Regions from separate parts of the Mus musculus genome. Here all the other regions are linked to region 3. Evidence: chromatin contacts called from public HiChIP or PLAC-seq data. All regions are on one chromosome and are shown on one strand. Each heading gives the region's core, a stretch centred on a gene start, on an enhancer-like site or on the middle of the called end of the contact. The rest is flanking DNA. Distances are from core to core; before and after follow the strand shown.

Region 1 (3,061 bases), core at 146-2,645, 200 kb after region 3:
GGCCAAACAAACACTCCATCTCCTTTCAGTCCCCTGCTATAAATGAAGGGCCCTCTCTGGTCTGCTTAGTTTCTGCTTTCAAAGGGTGATTTTGCTGTTCAAAATGCTCTCTAAGCACCGTTCTGAAATACTGTATAGTGCTTGACTTAGAAGAAACTCATGATGTGTCTTACCAAGAAAATGTGTATTCATCCAGCTTCAGGCACGACCTTGATGGCATCGGATGAGCTTGATGTCTATGGATCATTGCTATAGATTAAATAAGGTGTTTCCACACTGCAGCAACCAACACTTCCAACCGGAAGGCTCTGGTTGGCCTGTTAATGGCAGCACCAGGAGCAGAGGCTCCTAGGAACTTACTTTGTGTTCAGAGAGCAATGACTCAGTCTTCGCCAACAGTACTTGAGACACTTTCGAGACTGTGAAAGAATTTACCGTTCTTTGAACATTCCCAGGGCTAGTTTGGGTGTGTGCCCGAGGGTGATCTCTTTGGCACATTTTGCCCAACTCCACTATTCGACAGTCACTTTTCATCTTTGAAGTCACAATTAATCGATTGATTTGCTCCTTAGCTTAGGGTGTGCTTCATCAGTAGCTCATGATGGCACATATTCACATGATTAGTTTCATTTGACAGGCGTAATTCTGAGAGGAAACCAAATCTCAACAGGGCAGGATGTGTTGGTGAGGAAGGGAGTGACAGCCTCTTCCATTCTCCTTTGATGAGCAGGTCTGGTGAGGAAAAGGAGAGGGACAACTAGACAAGGTATTCCTGTCTATTTCCTGTCTTCCTCTTTTTAAAAAAAATTTTTAAAAATTGGATAAAAGTTCATTTTCTTCTGTCACTTTTGGAAATGACTGGTTTTTGTAGCTTAAATGTTTGAGTACAAGTTACATTTTATATATATACATATATATACACACACACACACATATATGTATGTATGTATGTATTTATGTATGAATATATACTATATTCACACACACACATATGAATGAACTGGCAACCATGTGATCAAACTGATAAATAATTTATTAAAAATAATTTTATCAGTTGTAAACTGTTTTTCGCTTGCTTTTCTCAAGCCTTAGTAATATTTTGATCACAACTGAAGTGCCCAAGATGAGGGCTTAAAACTATCCCAAAGATTCATGAATACAGCAGGACTGCTAAGAGACTGCCATAGTCCAGTCCAGAGGGCAGACATTAAGCAGCCTTGAAATCTCCCGCCACAAAATCAGGAAACACGTGTCCAGGCTTGTGTTCTCTGAGTTTTCCTTCTAGCTTAGGAAGGTTACCCCAGTGGTGCCTCAATACGAAGCAGTCGACAGGTAACTCTTACTCTTTTTACTAGACATTATCCCCCTCTGCTGGTTTCTTGGTGTATTTGCACGGTGAGCTGAATTTAGCCCAGGGCAGACCTTCCTCTGTCCGGTGCACGCATTGGCACATGGGAGTGCTACAGCGCATGTGTGGATTTCCGAGGACAACTTTAGGAAGTTGTTTGTCTCCTGTATTGTAGGTCGTCGGGCTTGTTCTCAGGTTGTCAGACTTAGTGGCTATGTCTTTACCTGCTGAGCTATCTTGCTGGCCCTGATATTTTAGAAGATTTTAAATTTAATTTTTTGACGAGTTCATAAATGTATTCAGTATCGTGATCATATCCACCTCAGATCCCTGCCTCCGACTCTCCCTGACCCCCAACACACCCTTTCACCTTCACATCTTCTTCTTTAGAGATATTTATCGCTAGTGTATGTGATGAGAGTGTGGACCCAGACCCACAGTGCCCCCCTCCACCCCCAGCCTTGCCCAGTACCCCTGTCTCCCCTCCTTACAACCCCCCCTCCCGTCCCTCCGGCCCCTGTGGAAAACATAAGACAACTTTATGGAGTTAATTCGCTCCTTCACATTTCAATGGGGCTGGGGATTGCATGCAAATCTCTAGGTTTTTGTGGCAAGTGACATTATCCAGTTCACCAGCTTCTCCTCCTCTTTCTCCTCCTCCTTGTTCTCCTTCTTTCTTCTCTTTCCCCCTTCTCCTTCGACTCAGTGAGTGCTGTTGTACACATGCATGAGTGTGGGGCCATCCACCACAGCCCACACCCTTGAAGAAAAATTTCCCTCTTTACCCAGCAGCCATCAATTTCGAGCAGTACCTTAGCTAAGGTCTATTCTTAGCCGTTCTTAGCTAAGAGCACAGCTCTCCTCTTGTTGGAATGTTGATTGGCTGGAGTAGGTGCTGTGCAAATGACCCTAGCTGCCTCATCTGGGAGAGCGAGACAAAGAAAACCTGGGCTTAGTGTCAGGGACTGTGGGGGTGGAGGAGTGACCCCTTCAGGAGGATATACTGAGAGCTAGCTCTCCTTAGTGGAGGGCAGAGTCTGATACTGGGAGCCCAGAGTGAGACTGGGACAGTCACTGTACTGAGGAGAGGAGCAGAAAGACTCTTCTTTAGCGATTAGCCAACTGCATGGCTTTCTTTTTCTTTCCTTTTCAAAATTTAAATTTATTAATTTGTATATTCATTCACTTTACATCCCAATATCAGCTCCCCCTCCTCCCTCTCATGCAGATCCTCCTCCCGGATTCCACCCTCTTTCTCCTTTGCAAGGTGGAGCCTCCTTCTTGGTGTTAGCTTCCCACGATAGATACACGACCCCCCTTCCCCCACTCCAGCAATCAAGTCCTGTGGGACTAGGGGCATCCTCTCCCACTGAAGCCAGGCAAAGCAGTCCATTTAGGGAAATGGGATCCACAGACAGGCAGGCAACAGACAGCCCTTACTCCAGTTGTTGGGGGACCCACATGAAGACCAAGCTGCTCATCTGCTACATATCTGCAGAGGTCCTCGGTCCAGCCTGTGCCTGCTCATTGGTTGGTGATTCAGACTCTGGAAACTTCCAAGGATACAGGTTAGTGACTGTGTTGGTCTTCCTGTGGGGTTCCTGTCCTCTTCCAGTCTCTTGGTCCTTCTTGAACTCTTCCACAGGACTCCCTGAGCTCCATCTAATGTTTGGGTGTGAGTCTCTGCATTTGTTTCCATTGGCTGCTCTGTGG
Region 2 (3,363 bases), core at 21-2,520, 160 kb after region 3:
GCAAAGAGACCATGGCTAACGTGTTTGCTGGAACCACTCATTGTTCCGGCTGATCTACTCCTAGCATTTTCTTCCTATTTCTGGTGTTCATAAGGTTGTTGTTGTTTTTAAAGATTATTTTAGTTTATGTGTAAGGGTACTATCTTAGTTAGTCTTCTGTTGCTGTGATAAAACACCATGACTGAGGCAATTTAAAATGGGAAGTGTTTATTTGGTGCTTATAGTTTCAGAGGGTTTGAGTCCATGATCATCATCGCTGGGAGCATGGTAGGAGGCAGATAGGCATAGTGCTGGAGAAGTAGCTGGATGCTCATCTTGAGTCAGAACCATGAGGCACAGAGATATAACTGAATGGTGTGGGCTTTTAAAGACATTCAAGTCCATCTCCACTGACATACCTCCTTCAATAAAGCCACATTTCCAAATCCTTCCCAAACAGCTACACCAACTGGGATCAACTAATCAAATATATGAGCCAATGTGGGGGGGTATCATCATTAAAACCACCACTGATGTTTTGCCTACTTGTGTGTCTGTGTATCTCATGCATGCCTGGTGCCCATGGACGCCAAAAGAAAGCATTGGATACCCTCGAACTGGAGTTACAGACAGTTATGCGCTGATTACTAGGGATAGAGCCTCAGTTCTCTGGAAGAGTAGCCAGTGGACTTAGCCTTTGAAGCATTTCTTCAGCCCCCTAAAGATTAATTTTTTATTAATTATGTATATGTATGTGTAGGTGAGCACTAGTGTCCTCAGAGGCCAGAGGCATCAGATCCTCTGGGAGCTGGAGTTATTTGCAGGCAATTGTGATCTACCCAACATGGTTGCTGGGAACTGGTCCTCTGGAAGAGCAGTATGTGCTCTTAACCTCTGTGCAATCTGTCTAGTCTCAAAGTATAAAGTATACAGATTTTATATGTACAAAGGTCTTTAGGTATACATTTTATGTTCTTAAGAATGTGCACATATTTGTATTTAAACTTTGAGGCTTTCATGACCATCATTGGAGCAAGTTATTACATAGAGGATATAAACTTGCCAAGCCTCACTTTATGTAGCTGTGTCAGTGTAAAATGTTCTTATGCCCTCTGTGCTGTCCTTCCCTCTGTCTAGAGCTTGAAGACGCTCAAAGGAAGCTCTCACAGAAGAGAAGAGGCAGCTAAGGGGCCTGAGAGTGGGTGGATTCAAGGAGAGCATGACAGCTAGTACCCAGTAGCTGGGTGCTGTCACCAAAGGCAGAACTATGTGGATCTTAGGAGCTCTGGACATGTCCATGTGGACTAGCATATACCCTGGACTTTGCACAAGTGTGTAAAACATTAACTTAGTAAGACAAACCTTTCCTTAGAAAGGAAGTTTCCAGATTTCAAACCACTTGGCTTTTGATTCCACCTTTTCTCTCGATTTGAGTCAAAGCCGTGTTTATACTTTTCCCCTTAACACTGATGAGGGCTTCCCACTTTTCTCTGTAAGCTTTGTGTCTCACTAAACCCACTGTGTTTACTTTTAATTTATAGCAGCACGCTTGTATCAGACTCCCGGGAAATGGTCTGGTCTGCAGTTTTTGGAACTGTGACCTAGAAGGATGTATTGTTTTAGCTTAGAGAAACAAATGAATGTTTCTACCTGGCCTTGCTGAGGGCTTTCTGTGCTGGATTGAGGCTGACACCTGGGAGTCTCTCAGCTTGACTGGAAAGCCCCAGTGAGCCTTCCTTACGTTGTCTTCTGAGATCCCTTTCTGGAATTCTTTGCCAAACTTTTATTTATTTATTTATTTATTTATTTATTTATTTATTTATTTATTTAGACCTGTTGCAAACCAAGGGCTGAGGGGAGTGACTGGTTAATGTGACCTGCTTCAGACCACACTGTGACTCCACTTGGCTCCCCACAGGATTCATGCCAGCTTGGAAGATAAACAAAAACCCTGCCCATGCCTGAGAGTGTTACTTATGTGCACAGTGCAGACAGGCCTCATCCAGATTTCCTGAACCTTTGCCAGCCAGATTGACTCAGCTCTCCCAGTGATGCCCAGTTTCCTACCCATGTGGCATATGTGAGCATAAAAACACTACCTTGTTCTCTCAGAACAAGGTTAGCCCTAGACTAGTGTTCTGAACCTCCAGTCTTCCTGCTACACAATCAAAGTGCTCCCTGGATAAACTTTGATATGTAAGTTTTAAAAAATATTTTAAATGGCTCTGTGGTTAGGGGTGGGATTTCAGTTCCCAGGACTCCATGAAAGGAATCTCCCAGCTGCCTATAACTCCAGCTCCAATTCCCTTTTCTTGTCTCCTCACATACAAAAACACACACACACCACCACCACCACTACCACTACCACCACCACCATCACCACCACACGCACGCACATGCACACATACCTACACACATACCTACAAATAAATGAAAAATAAAATAAATACATTTTAAAAAGAGAAGTGTGATATCACGTATGCTACCCCCCTAAAGCTGGGTTCCCAGCTTGGAGCTTTACTGCCTTGCTTCAGAATGGTTCCTCAACATCAATTTGTTGAAGCAAAAAATCAAGAAGCAAGCTGTCAACCCACTAAGCAAGGGCTCTGCTCTAAGCTGGCTTACCCGTTTCCTGAACAGACTCAGCATTGCCCAGGCTGAGCCAGTGACTGGGCACACCTCCTGCAAGGCTTTGAGTAACTGTGTGGTTTAGAATTGCATCAATCCTGCGGACAAGCGTTGTTTCTTCAGACTTTCCAGAGACCGATCTAGACAGACAGCTGTCATTTCCTGAGGATGTGATTCATTCATACCCAGCTAAGGGTTGTGTTGCCCAGAGAACAGAGACTCTGAGAGACCAAAGTCACATCTCTGTGCCTTGTTCCAAGGCTGGCCATTGGAGTCTAATGATGCACCAAGAAAACTTGCTGTAGGGATAGAAATCCAGTCCCCAGCTGTCTCCCTTCTTGTTGAAGTCAATTTACTCTTTTTATTTTATCTATCTGTCCATCTGTCCATCCGTCCTTCCATCCATCCATCCATCCATCCATCCATCCATCCATCCATCCATCCACCCACCCACCCACCCACCCATCCATCCATCCATCCATCCATCCATCCATCCATCCATCCATTCATCCATCCACCCATTCATCCATATATCTACCTATCTTACTAAAAGCTTCTTCGGCCCTTGGCACATTGCTTGAACGACATTTCTTTTGCTTAGAAAGCATGCCAACTTTGTAAGGCACTTCCATGCCGCAGAGTTTCTTAATTCCTCAGCTTAGGAAGTTTGCTAGGAGCGTGTGCCTTGTGCTGACTTGCCCATTTCTATGCTTTTTGTGAGAATGTTTGATTCTACCCTAACCTGGACTCCAGCTT
Region 3 (3,236 bases), core at 193-2,692:
AACTTAGAAGCAAAGCAATACAAAATGCAAGACAAATGACTAACCAGTTTAAATCACTTAGATTCACACTAGGCATTTTACGGTGCATGAAGATTAACATACACTTAATCCAAACGGTTTCTATTTCATTATTAGCCCCAGTCTATTTCAGTAAGGGAAGGCTATTTTGCAAATCTCGGTATCAAACCCTACACGTTTGGTAAACATTATTACTGGGTTACAGCCCTTTGGTCCTGTGATTTGTTTGAGAGTGTGTATTTGCTGTGTCCAGACTACTGATCCCTGTTGGGATTTACCGTGCTCTTTGTGGAGTTAACAGTGTAAAATTACAAAAGTGAATGTTAAGTGTGTACCTTGAAACTTCACATGAGTATATAAAGAATATATATATATAAAGAATTTGGTGACAGATGCACACTTCATGAGTGGAAATGTTACTGTCATCTAAAGATACTGCTAGTGTGTATTTAATGTTCTTTGGTACACGTTGTATTAAAGTTGGTTCTGAAGAAATTAGGAATACATGTAAATTTAAGGACAAAGACCTGAATTTCTAACAGCTGTAATGGGAAGAAAGGATGGTACATCCTGTAAAGGAAATGAGCCACTAAGGATCACCCACCTTTTCAGAATATTGAAAATATTAATGAAGCTGCACATACACTTGAGAAAACAAGGAGTTCTGTTTCCCTGTCTAGGGGAGAGAGGTGGCTTGATGGAAACTGCCAGTGTCAGAATAGCATGAAATTCTGTTTTCGCTAAGAAGCGATCCCGAGCAGGATCTTGCTTGTCTCAGCGATGTGATTATGCTGTAGTTGAAACTAGAATAGCTTACGCTCTAAGGGTAATGTTTGTAGGGTAAATTCAAACGCTTTACATGCCTGAGTTTTAGCTCCTACAAAATGCTGAATGAAATTCTAAAAGGGACTATCCAGATTCCAAGCCTGCTGTCGTCACACGCTGGGTTATGGTTAAGATCGCGGGGTGAGGTGACTCCCTCGTTGTTGGTTACGTGGCTAACATGACTTTCTTTCGGAGGTGGATTGCGGGTGGGTGGCGGGCGGGTAGGTTGTCATACGCCCCAGCTTGATCCCCTTTTAAAAAGCGGACTTGAAGGCGTCCTTTCCTCCTCTCCCTTAGGTGTGGCAACGAGAATCCGAGAGGTTGAGGCGGCAGGGTCCGCTGTATGGACTACATTTCCCAGAGGGCTCCAGGAGCCGCACGCGGCTGCTGTGCAATTAGCTTTCCCACACTCTTCTGCCAGTCTGCATTCTAGGTTTCCCTGGACTTCCGGATAAGGAAAGTGGGTGGCCGCGCCAGAACGTCAGTCCGAGCGCTCCCCAGTCCTCCCGCGGGATGGTGGCGGCGGCCTTGGGGCGGCCTTGCGTGTGGTTGGGGCGTTGGTTGCGCACGCGCGGCGAGGGTTGCGGGGCGGGGCCTTGTGCGGCTGAGTCTAGCTGTGAAGCTGGGTGGTGGGTGGCAATGTGGCTCCGCCGCCGGGGTTTGGGGGTGCCCTCCGCCTCTGCCTCTGAGGGCGGCACGTCCTCCCCTGCGTGGACTGAGATGGGGTCTTGGGTGCGGACGATCTGCGGGAGGCTGAAGCAGCGGCTGCGGCTGGACGTGGGGCGCGAGATTTGCCGTCAGTATCCGCTGTTCTGCTTTCTGCTGCTCTGCCTCAGCGTCGCCTCGCTGCTCCTCAACAGGTACCTGCTGTTGGCCCCGCGGCGGCCGCTCGAGAGCCCGCAGGCTGCTGGGCGGCGGGCAGGAGCGCACTCTGCACCGCGGTCTCGGGAAGGGCGGCCCAGGTTGCTCCCGGATATGCGGACGGGTGCGGGCCCGGGACCACGCAGCCTTCGTGGTTACCTGGCTCTCAACCTCTCCTTTTTGACCATTTCTCAATGACGAGCCTTTATCGTCTGTTTTACAATTACAATCTGTAATGCCACCTCAGTTCAGTAAAGGTGATCGGAGGGAGGTGGCTTCAAGGTTCTGTCGCAGCCTCTCCTCTTGGGGAAGCCTTCTCTCGCAACAGTACGCCCTCACACCGGCACACACCTTTGCAACCACAATTTCGTCTCTTTAAAATACTGGTTTTTGACCCAAAGTCAGAAAGCAGTGTAGTACCCATCGCAACTCTACAATATTCTGGTTTTTCTTTTTTTTCAAGATCTGTAGTTAAATTGACATTTTGAGGTCAGAAGTCTCCGCCCCTGAAGCTTGTTGTGTTTTATATTTCCAGAAGTAGTATGGGTGCAGTGATAGTAGAAAAGATGTGTACTTAAAAACATCGTCACATTCTTTTCTCTGTTTTGAACAAGCAGTCGCCTTTTATTTTGAAGTAATTCATTTGCAAGAATAACAGTGAGAAACATACACAAGAGATTTGACTTAGTAGTTTCACTAAGGCTATTTCCTGTGATTCTGACAACAGTTTTGTTGTTTTCCTTCATTTCTCGCTCTCTCTCTCTCTCTCTCTCTCTCTCTCTCGTTTCTGCCATCTTGGTGGCTTTGTAGAATTGGGGCTTAAGCGATAGATTAACAGATAGTAATTACTATGAATTACTGTCTTACAGAAAAAGTGCCCGGCTTGTGATGATGAGGTGCTTGATTGTAGGGCTGTGGGAGAAGTGAGTTCCTTTAACAGCAGACATTACTAGTTACTTAATACAGTTCTGTCCTCTGAAAGGTGTTTCAAGCTGGACTAGCAAAGCCGAGCAAAATGTAAACTATAGGATGTGAGTTTTGTCCTCAACTTTCTTCGATGGAAACTGACTAAAGTATAATTCTTCTCTAAGGTGCATCAGCCATGTGTTGGGGACAGATTGAACTAGCAATTCTGAGGTCACCAAAGTAGGAAGTCATAGAATGTAATGTGATATGTGATCTGTACTATGAATTGGTATTATGCAAAGAAGGGAGAAAATACACATACATTTTTATCTCTGAATGGTCATATTTGTGAGCAAAATTATTTTTGCATACTTCCCCCCGATTTGTTCCTATTGAATCAACTAAAGTGACATTAAACATCACAGTACTGTCCCTTTTATTTTATTATTTTATGTCTATGGGTGGTTTTTAAAGTTATTTATTTTATGTGTATGAGTACACTGTAGCTGTCTTCAGATACACTATTACAGATGGCTGTGAGGCATCATGTGGGTGCTGGGATTTGGAACCAAGGACCTCTGGAAGAGAAGTCAGTGGTCTTAATTGCTGAGCTATCTCTCCAGCCC

Evidence for each region. HiChIP or PLAC-seq counts read pairs in DNA pulled down with a chosen protein or histone mark.
Region 1: a contact with region 3 is called in an H3K4me3 HiChIP or PLAC-seq map of the SCID.adh cell line, with 25 read pairs. The contact joins the enhancer-like site here to the promoter of Snx14 in region 3. A contact is called at or near these places in 18 of 39 promoter capture datasets (the 3T3-L1 cell line, 3T3-L1-derived adipocytes, the C10 cell line and 11 more), 2 of 15 datasets of contacts at CTCF or cohesin (embryonic stem cells and stem cell-derived epiblast-like cells), 37 of 484 Hi-C or Micro-C datasets (the C10 cell line, CD4 T cells, CD8 T cells and 18 more), 32 of 115 datasets of contacts at active chromatin or transcription factors (the 230-238 cell line, DN3 thymocytes, the HPC-7 cell line and 14 more) and 2 of 9 other capture datasets (embryonic stem cells and macrophages).
Region 2: an H3K4me3 HiChIP or PLAC-seq map of bone marrow-derived macrophages shows a contact between it and region 3, with 2.5 times the contacts expected there. The contact joins the enhancer-like site here to the promoter of Snx14 in region 3. A contact is called at or near these places in 5 of 39 promoter capture datasets (the C10 cell line, the HPC-7 cell line, hematopoietic stem and progenitor cells and 2 more), 1 of 484 Hi-C or Micro-C datasets (granulocyte-monocyte progenitors), 5 of 115 datasets of contacts at active chromatin or transcription factors (the 230-238 cell line, CD8 T cells, bone marrow-derived macrophages and 2 more) and 2 of 9 other capture datasets (adipose tissue and pancreatic islet).

Annotation. Positions count from the first base shown.
Region 1 is chr9:88,240,090-88,243,150 of GRCm38.p6, reverse strand. No RefSeq gene overlaps it. Among named protein-coding and RNA genes, the nearest start is that of Gm28231, 18 kb to the left of the region's middle. Within about 2 kb of position 1,395, at least 64 of the 459 cell types and tissues checked have an H3K27ac peak or open chromatin away from gene starts, as enhancers often do. A contact at or near this core is called in CD8 T cells, the G1E-ER4 cell line, the SCID.adh cell line and 8 more, where this site is marked.
Region 2 is chr9:88,272,823-88,276,185 of GRCm38.p6, reverse strand. No RefSeq gene overlaps it. Among named protein-coding and RNA genes, the nearest start is that of Gm28231, 15 kb to the right of the region's middle. Within about 2 kb of position 1,270, at least 131 of the 459 cell types and tissues checked have an H3K27ac peak or open chromatin away from gene starts, as enhancers often do. A contact at or near this core is called in CD8 T cells, bone marrow-derived macrophages, granulocyte-monocyte progenitors and 3 more, where this site is marked.
Region 3 is chr9:88,437,135-88,440,370 of GRCm38.p6, reverse strand. Snx14 (sorting nexin 14) reads left to right here and starts at 1,442. Exons shown (of 29, transcript NM_001359958.2): 1 at 1,442-1,703. The coding sequence starts at 1,564.